3 separate regions of the Mus musculus genome follow, and all the other regions are linked to region 3. A link is a contact called in public Hi-C data. All regions are on one chromosome and are shown on one strand. The core of a region is the stretch at or near the end of the contact, and the rest is flanking DNA. Distances in the headings are between cores, read along the strand shown. Region 1 has its middle 55 kb from the start of Cgnl1. Region 2 has its middle 56 kb from the start of Gm27188. Region 3 overlaps Tcf12 (transcription factor 12).

Region 1 (2,700 bases), core at 180-2,679, 150 kb after region 3:
GGTACACAGAAATGCATGCAGGCAAAACACTCATACACATAAAATTAAAGAAAAATTAAAAATCCAGAAAGATGTTTCCTCCCTGTTCCACTCTGTCTATTTGGGTACCTGAAAAACGTTATCCTACTAATCCAGAGCTAGAGACACGGTGTGAGCTGGAACCTGTCCCAGACTGTGGACTAGAGACCAGAAGGCTATTCTCTCCACAGAGTTGGGTTGACATGGATCTACTCAGAGCCCAGTAGCTGGCCACAGGGGAGATGGTGGAGATAATAGATGATAGAGATACTGGTGGAGATAATGCAATAGAATGACCAGGGCCTGCCACCAGACATGCGCGGCTCCCCACTGCAAGGAAGCAGAGCCGATCAAAGGCAAGTCTGTGCTCTTGGACCAATGTGTCTCTAAGAGCCTGGATATCCATGAGCAGGTGGACAAAAAGTTGGCAGAGTAGTCTATGCAGGATGAAGTGCTGATGGAGAGGTACATCGAGTTCTGGATCCACATGAACTTATCTGATTAGAGTGCTCCCTAGTGAGTGTGTGTGAAGACTGTCATACCTAGGCTTTCGGGAACATCTCCAGGATATCTGAGTATGGCGGGGTTCTACTGGATAAAGATTGGGTATTTGTCACTGTGTATGCAGATATATGTATATATCTGTATGAAAACAAATTTGGGCAAAAACAACCCCCAAAGAAAATAATACATGAACTTTTGAGTTAGAATTTCTATTGCATAGAACACCATGACCAAAAAAACTAGTTGAGGAGACAAGGGTTTATCTGGCTTACACACTGTTTTTCATTGTTGAAGGAAGTCAGGACAGGAACTCAGCAGGGCAGCAACCTAAGTCAAGAGCTGACGCAGAGGTCATGGAGGGATGCTGTTTACTGCCTTGCTTCCCCCGGCTTGCTTGCTTTCATATAGAACCCAGGACCACCAGCCCAGAGATGGCACCACCTATCACACACTGGGCCCACCTTCATTGGTCACTGAGAAAATGCCTTACAACTGGATCTCATGGGGGCATTTCCTCAACTGAGGCTCCTTCCTCTCTGATGACTCTAACTTGTGTGGAGCTGACTCAAATGCAGCCAGTATATCTTTCTTCATCAGAGCCTCTTAAAATCACTCAAAACCTGTCTGGACCTATGGCAGCTTGGGGTTCTGATGTCTGATTTGCAAATATAAAAATGCAGGAACACAGTGGCCCTGACTCCATCAGACACTCATGGTCCAGCACCCAGGTTCCACACTCCCCTTACAGCCTCCGCCCAGTGTGCTGGGCTTATTAGTCAGGAGGGATGGGGAGGTAACCTCCATCGTCATGGTAATTATAGCACTGACAGCTGGCCTCTGCTGGTGACCACTGCCCAGCACATGACTCAGTCAGGAGGCGATGGTGCTCACAGAGCATCTGAGGCAAAGCAAGAGGAACTCACTTTCCGCTCAAAGCTTCAAGGCTGAGTTTCCAGCTTGGCCTTGGCTTCGGGAGCCAGAACCTTGCAGTGTCTTGGCAATGAAACAGCTTTCGGATTTCTATTTTTAAAAGCCTTGGAAGTGCGTCACTTGGGGGATTGGGCAGAAGCCTTGTCCTGGCAACAACCCCAGAGCAACTGCAAAACCCAAATGCCACTCAGGACCCACTGGGCAATCTGTCCCACAGCGGACGGGAACAGCAGAGGCATGGGGACCCCAGCGCTCTGTCCTACGAGAGCAAACAGCTTGTGCTCCGGACTCCCACTCCCAGGCAGTCAGAAGCACGGCTCCATCACTTTGCAGGTGTTTACACAGGGGGCTCCAGTGCTAGCCAGCCAGGAGCTGGTCCAGGCTGAGAGTCACAGGAAAGAGGCATGTGAGGGAGAGAGCTTGGCATCCGGACTAGTGAAGAGACCGGAGGGGAGGGTGTTATGTGACACTATTTGTGGGAAGATGTTAACAAATGTCTGTTCTCCAACCAAAAGCAGACCAAAGTAAGGATACCAACCAAGTCCAACAATTAGCCTATTGGTCATTTACAGGGACCACACATGGGTCACTCAAAAGTTGCTTCACTGCTAAAAGCCCATACCATATGGCTGAAAACTCCCAAATCTGAATTGTGTGGAGCAAGTGAAGTCTTGAAGTGTTGTTGGCATGGGAACGGCCACGTCGAGGATCCCAACTCTTCAGCCCTATGGGAGTGGCAAAGTCTTCCCCTCATGAGGCTCAGAGGGCTGGCAAAGTTTTTCTCTTGTCCAAGTGCTAATGTCAATTAATGGTGCATGAAGAAAGTGTCTACATAGCTTCCCCCACAACCCACCATGTTTATAGCCTGAAGACTATTCCCTTACAGAGCCTGCTTCTACCAAGTTTAGAGCTAAACCTGTCTCCTTGTCCAGCTGTGCACCATAAGCCCCACCTCCTTGTTCACCAAAATAAACAGACTAATTTCTAGGGTGCTGAGGCTTCTCCATCAGAGAGTCCAGTCTGCTTGGCCCCAGTCAGCTATTTCTTGATTTCCCTAAAACCCAAGCTGTGCAAGGACATGACAGACAACCCTGGAAGTGTCTGCCTGACTTGCATGCTGCAGGACAGGTCAGAGTCTCCTATCCCTGGCAGTCCTTATTCTTTCTCTAAGGTTGAGGAGGGAGGGGCCTTGTAAATCTAATAAGCTTCAGAGACTTCCTGAGCCTTGTGAGTTACTCAAATCCCACC
Region 2 (2,700 bases), core at 123-2,622, 220 kb before region 3:
TGAAGCCCTGTGAGGATGTGAATAACCACACTGGGATCACTTGTCAGTAGGCAGGTCAACTTTACTTAGGGTGACTGAAGGCTTATACAGTTTTGGGGGACTGAGGGTAGGGACATCCAGGATGGGCAAAGGTCAGGGGCTGGGGACTTGGCACATCTCATTAGCATGAGGGAAGCACTTCAAGAATATCAGGTGCTGTCAGCTTAAGGAAATTGATCCTGTACACTAGTTGAGGACACATGACATTCCTCAGGTAGAGGCAAATGTGAGGGCTTAGAATACCCCAGACAAGGCCTGAGAAGGGACTCCCCCATTACACGGCAAGCCCCAGAAGGCTATTTGATCAATGATAATCTTTGACCTTTATTGGTAGAGTTTTCCCACAATCTTGGCACCCAAATGAGGCACCTTGCCTGGTTGTTGGAGAGATGTCTTCTGGACAGGTGGATTCTACGCTGAGATGCTGGGAGTGTTCCCATGGTCCGTCGTCTCCTCATGCAGTACTTGACACGTGGATTTCCGACTCCCTACACCCTACTGCTTAAACAACTTGACTGGTTCTTGTGGCCTGTTTCTGAATCCTGTCTAAAACAAGCATACAGAAGGGTCAAGCATATATAATCAAAGGGAAAGAACCAGCCAACTGCCCAGTGCAACGCGCCATCATGAAGAACACGGGGCAAGGGTTTTGTACTGCTGAATTTTCTCTAATGCTCACAGCTGTGTTTGTTTATTCCTTATAAAGCTAGTCAACACCATCTGTTCAAGGGCTGTGAGGACATTCAACTCAGTTTCAGCACGCAGTGCAAGGAGCAGAAGCCCCTTAGAGATCTTGCCGAACACACTCATTTCATAGATTAGGGGACTCTTAGGAAAATGAATCAAATTGTTTCAAAGTCACACATCCAAAACAGTTGCAGAAAGAGAAGGCACGCCCAAGCCTAATGACTCCCGAGCCAGATCGACTTCCACTGACATCAGCTGAAATCCACACTGGACACAAACTGCTCATTCCCAAGTGCCCGAGTGTGATGCAGCCACAGCCAGAGTCCTACACATCCTTCTGTCTTCGTTTTATTCTTATCTCCTCTCCTCGTCACTTAACAGCGAAGCTCAATTCCAAAGACACTTTCCCTAAAAATAACTAAAAGACACGCTGGAAGAAATTAGCATAATGTATTTTTTTAAATCTATAATTTACAGCGTAATCTAAAAATGTGCGACAAAGTAATTCTTGTGCTGAGAAAACTCTCCTGGGATGTTTGGTTCCATTTAAAAGCATCTCGGTATTGGGGTTGAGGGAGCAGCAGCCTGTGGCACTCTTCCACCAGGGCAAAATGTTATTCCAGTGACTCACAGCAAGAGGCCTGACAAACACTCTGAGTCGGTATAGAGGTTCTTGCCATCAGAATAAAATGAGAGTTGCAGTGGGTGGTCCCAGTCTAGCCTTCTGCTTCTGTCCTGGCTCAGGTGGTTGCCCTGGAAACCGTGGGGTTGCAAACAAATATATTTGTAACTTTTAAAGACAGCCTGCACAGGAAAGTCTGATTTGGATTTGCCACTGGTTTTTCTGAAGGCTCTCTTCCTTGGAGAGGGCGTGCCCCTTGTGCTACCTTGAAAGCTGGTTCCGTCCAGCATCTTTGGCAAGGTCCAGTTGGCTGGCCAGCCAGAGTTTGGCAGACGGGGAAAGGGGCTCTGCCGATCATTATTTAGCTTTGGCTCTTCACACAGATGGTTCTGATCTTCTCCTCCCCCACCTAAGAATTTTTCTAAAATGACACCCAAGTTTTTCTTGGCAGAAGTTATCATTCCTGGCAAACAGTTCACTGCGGCTCTAATTATGATGACAGCTTTAATGGAGAAGATAATCATATTAAATGGTTCTTATTCCATTCCGTGGGATGAATTAGTGACTGCCATGAGATGTGTTCAACAGCCAAAAGTAAAGAGAAAGGGTAAGTGCCCGTAGGACAAGTTACGATTTTAAGGTTTCCAAAAGTAAGGAGGAGACGGACAGAACAGCATCCGAGTGGTGCTGGATTTAAGGGCTTCTACCTCATCCACCGATCAGGAAACCCCACTCTCCTTGTGACTCTTTGAGAGCTAACATGATTCTGTCACTTGTAAACATAGGAAGATTTCTTCTCAGTAGGGGTAGACTGTACCCCCAGAAGGTAAGAAGGATCAAGATCTTGTGGCAGACAAAGTCAAGTAAGGGTTGATGGCCATTGAGCAGAATGGCCAAAAGGGGACACTGGACTGAGAACACTCTTTCTAAATTGATATGTTAGCTTTGCTGCTGAACACAGGCCTCGTAGCAAAGGAAAGGGTTTAAAGAGTTAATCATATATCAAGGGTATTTGGGTGTCAAACGTCTTAATACATTGAAGGATGCTTACTAAAATTGGGCTAGGCAAGCCCAAGACAAGCTAAAGACAAATGAGCCAGAGTAAAGACTCAGTGGAGAAAGGGAGTCAGAGGATCCAGTTGTGGTTTGAATCTAGAATGTTCCCCATAGTTTCATGTTTGACTACTCAGTCTCCAGTTTGTGGTACTAATTTCAAAGCTATGGGAAACTTGAGTTGGGGCCTGGCTGGCAAAAGAAAAGACTGTCTTTGGAAGCTGTACCTGTTTCTGGTCCCAATCCCCAGCTCTTTGCCACGGTTTGCCAGGATGGAGGAACAGGGCCACCTGTTCCCA
Region 3 (2,700 bases), core at 159-2,658:
TTTTTGTTTTTTTGTTTTTTTGGTTTTTTTTTTTTGGCTAACCCTGTTTTATGAATAGTAATTCTCCATCAGGTTCTTGCCCCTCTCTCTAGGATATTATATGCCTCTTTCTTAACAGATTTTGTCTCCACCTCACACTAGATTAAGATACACTTTATTTCTGAATTGTGTGAGCTTAAAACAGATTCAATTCTCCTTTGCTGCTTGTTTTCCTGACAATTAAATTCTAGGTGGCTTTCAGGTTTTTTTCTAGAGATGGTTTCTGTGATCGTAATTGGATTATCAGAGTACTGATGTATTTTTAAGCCTTCATTTAACCTCACAAAAGTAGTCCTTTATTTATCGAAAACTACTGATGTTGCAGTTTAAATGTCAAGAAATTATTTATTAGGTCCTTTTAAAAAAAGATTCTATAGTTACGTTGGGCGGTCTTGTTTGATATTTCTTAATCTTAGTCCTTTTTCATAATTGATCTATTCATTCTACCTAATGACTAATTACATATCAGAGCACATCATCAGCCACATTCATCATAGTAGAATGTAATAATCAATGACATTTCAACAAAGGAAAAAATAAATATGCAAATAAGGCCTCATTAACATTTGCATGAGTTGTTTGAATAATCACGTTGCTGACAAGGCTGTAATTAACAGAAATTGATGCTGAGTTCAGTATTTGATAGTGTGTTTTCTCAGCATTTTATTGTTGTCACTGCGGGGGCTGAAATGAAGTTCTGCTCTACTTATACCTTGACTAGAGTTGATGTGCCGAGTACCAAAGGCTTGTGGGAGCCCTTGATTTTCTGTGACCTGCTCTTAAATGCATATGAAGATACTTTACTTAAATTGCGTTGGTTTCTTTTTCCTTAATAAAGCTCAGTTGCATTTTAACAATTATAAAATGACTGTAGAAAGAAAACAAATATAAGGATTTAGAGTTTTGTTATTTTGCCAGAACTGATTTATCTGAATCACTAGAATTTCAAGGTTTAGTTTTGCTCATACCATGGAAAATTGCTGTCATTAATTTTTTTCCCTCTTAAGTCTGCCCCAGTAGATCACTCTGGAGAGGTTGGTGTGCTTACTGTAATTGAAAATCACTTGCTTAGGCCAACAGCAACAATGACAAAAGCCTAATTATAAAATGCACAGTTTGAGGGTGTGTGTGTGTGTGTGTGGTGATTTTTTTAAATAACACTGCTCCCCACATTCCTCCTCCTTTTCCTGTACTGTTTCCTGTTTTTGTCATGGATATTAACTGAAATGTGCTAAACACAATAAAGCTGTTTATGTCAGTTTTTTGGATGACTGCAAGTGCTGATTATAACAAGTTTAAGGAATTTCCTTTGTTGAATGTGTACCCGTGCCATATGGCTCAACACGGAACATTAACTTGACAGGGATAATGGATTGTGCTGTATGGAGACAATTTTGCCTGCAGCTTTCCTATAACTCATTCTGGTTGGGGATCACAGGTTTCTAGTATGGGATGGAGCAAACATCCAGATGGATTTACTTTACATAAAAGAGTTGCATTTCTTTTTATTTCCTCTCTGTAATTGGAAAAAGGAGATTTTTCTTTAAAGAAGCAAAATATTAAAAAGAAATGGAAGATTTAAAAAATCTAAGAAAAGCCTGGATTTTTGTGTAATCTTTTTGTAAAATGCTTTGAAAGATGATTATTTCTGTGTATTTAGTGCATGCATTTTTAAGTCGGGTTTACATAAGCTTATGACACTATCTTTTGAGTCTAAAGTGGATCTTCTTCCCTTTTATATTTATTGGATTGCTTCAGGACTGGGAACAGGAAAATCAGTGCCTTTTCTGATGTTCTTTAGTTATGATCTTCCGAAGATCATGTGCATTTGTAAGTCTTTAAAAAGTCTCTGCTTTTGGCAATGATATTTTATAAATCATAACAAAGTTTATTGGTTTTGTTAACAGTAATGAAGCAGAATTGCTGACTGCTGGTTCCTTGGTTCATTCTGTATCTCTATGAAAGTCATTCTAATTGATTGAATGAGAATAAGAAAACCAAAAGCAACTCCAGAAACAAAATGTAACCAAGTATTAATTACTAGGCTGCTAAGAGTGCTGAGAGCTAACATGGAGTTTAGGTCAGAGGGAAAGAAATGTGGAACATAATCTTCATGATATGATCTGCTAAGAAACTAAACTTAGGTGATATGTGGAACTGACATTATCCATTGACTATAGGCAGTTCTACACTGTCTATTTAAATTAAATCTTGATGCTATGTACCTCTGTGTGTTGCTATGTAAATATGTGAGTGTATGCTTTCTTTTTCAATGTTGTAGGTTGAACATAGGCTTTTGTGTGCTTTAAGCAAGTTACCTTTTCTATTAGTGAGCCCAACCTTGGTTTTTGGAGACAGAATCTTATGCCTATTAATCTTTATGCTTCAGCTTCCTAAGTGCTGGGATTTCAGATGTATGCCTACACACGCTGCTAATTTTTATATTAGAACCTCTTGTACAAAGTTAATCTTCTTCCATAGTGTTACTAAACTGTAAGCTCCCAAGTCACTATTGTGTTTAAATGTTCAATTTAAGTTCCTGGGACGTTCATGGTTTCCAGTATAGTACCTCACTATATATAAGAATGAAATAGAGAATTGGCCCTCAAAGAAACAGAAACATTTTCAGACGTGATTTGCACATTTATGTCTTTCATTTTC

Evidence for each region. A called contact is a pair of places that touch in the nucleus more often than the background predicts.
Region 1: a contact with region 3 is called in a Hi-C map of cerebellar granule neurons, with 1.8 times the contacts expected there. The contact joins two enhancer-like sites. A contact is called at or near these places in 7 of 39 promoter capture datasets (the 3T3-L1 cell line, 3T3-L1-derived adipocytes, embryonic stem cells and 4 more), 3 of 15 datasets of contacts at CTCF or cohesin (the G1E-ER4 cell line, pro-B cells and stem cell-derived epiblast-like cells), 30 of 484 Hi-C or Micro-C datasets (the Ba/F3 cell line, the G1E-ER4 cell line, Sertoli cells and 20 more), 1 of 115 datasets of contacts at active chromatin or transcription factors (bone marrow-derived dendritic cells) and 3 of 9 other capture datasets (embryonic stem cells, embryonic tail and embryonic trunk).
Region 2: a contact with region 3 is called in a Hi-C map of cerebellum, with 1.9 times the contacts expected there. The contact joins two enhancer-like sites. A contact is called at or near these places in 7 of 39 promoter capture datasets (the 3T3-L1 cell line, 3T3-L1-derived adipocytes, the C10 cell line and 3 more), 3 of 15 datasets of contacts at CTCF or cohesin (large pre-B cells, pro-B cells and stem cell-derived epiblast-like cells), 12 of 484 Hi-C or Micro-C datasets (B cells, the N1E-115 cell line, adipose-derived mesenchymal stem cells and 6 more), 5 of 115 datasets of contacts at active chromatin or transcription factors (bone marrow-derived dendritic cells, differentiating embryonic stem cells, embryonic stem cells and 2 more) and 2 of 9 other capture datasets (embryonic stem cells and embryonic tail).

What each region holds. Positions count from the first base shown.
Region 1 is chr9:71,825,085-71,827,784 of GRCm38.p6, reverse strand. No RefSeq gene overlaps it. Among named protein-coding and RNA genes, the nearest start is that of Cgnl1, 55 kb to the right of the region's middle. Within about 2 kb of position 1,429, at least 74 of the 459 cell types and tissues checked have an H3K27ac peak or open chromatin away from gene starts, as enhancers often do. A contact at or near this core is called in cerebellar granule neurons, where this site is marked.
Region 2 is chr9:72,195,918-72,198,617 of GRCm38.p6, reverse strand. No RefSeq gene overlaps it. Among named protein-coding and RNA genes, the nearest start is that of Gm27188, 56 kb to the left of the region's middle. Within about 2 kb of position 1,372, at least 84 of the 459 cell types and tissues checked have an H3K27ac peak or open chromatin away from gene starts, as enhancers often do. A contact at or near this core is called in cerebellum, where this site is marked.
Region 3 is chr9:71,973,314-71,976,013 of GRCm38.p6, reverse strand. The region is part of intron 5 of Tcf12 (transcription factor 12); the gene reads left to right. Among named protein-coding and RNA genes, the nearest start is that of Tcf12, 140 kb to the left of the region's middle. Within about 2 kb of position 1,408, at least 40 of the 459 cell types and tissues checked have an H3K27ac peak or open chromatin away from gene starts, as enhancers often do. A contact at or near this core is called in cerebellar granule neurons and cerebellum, where this site is marked.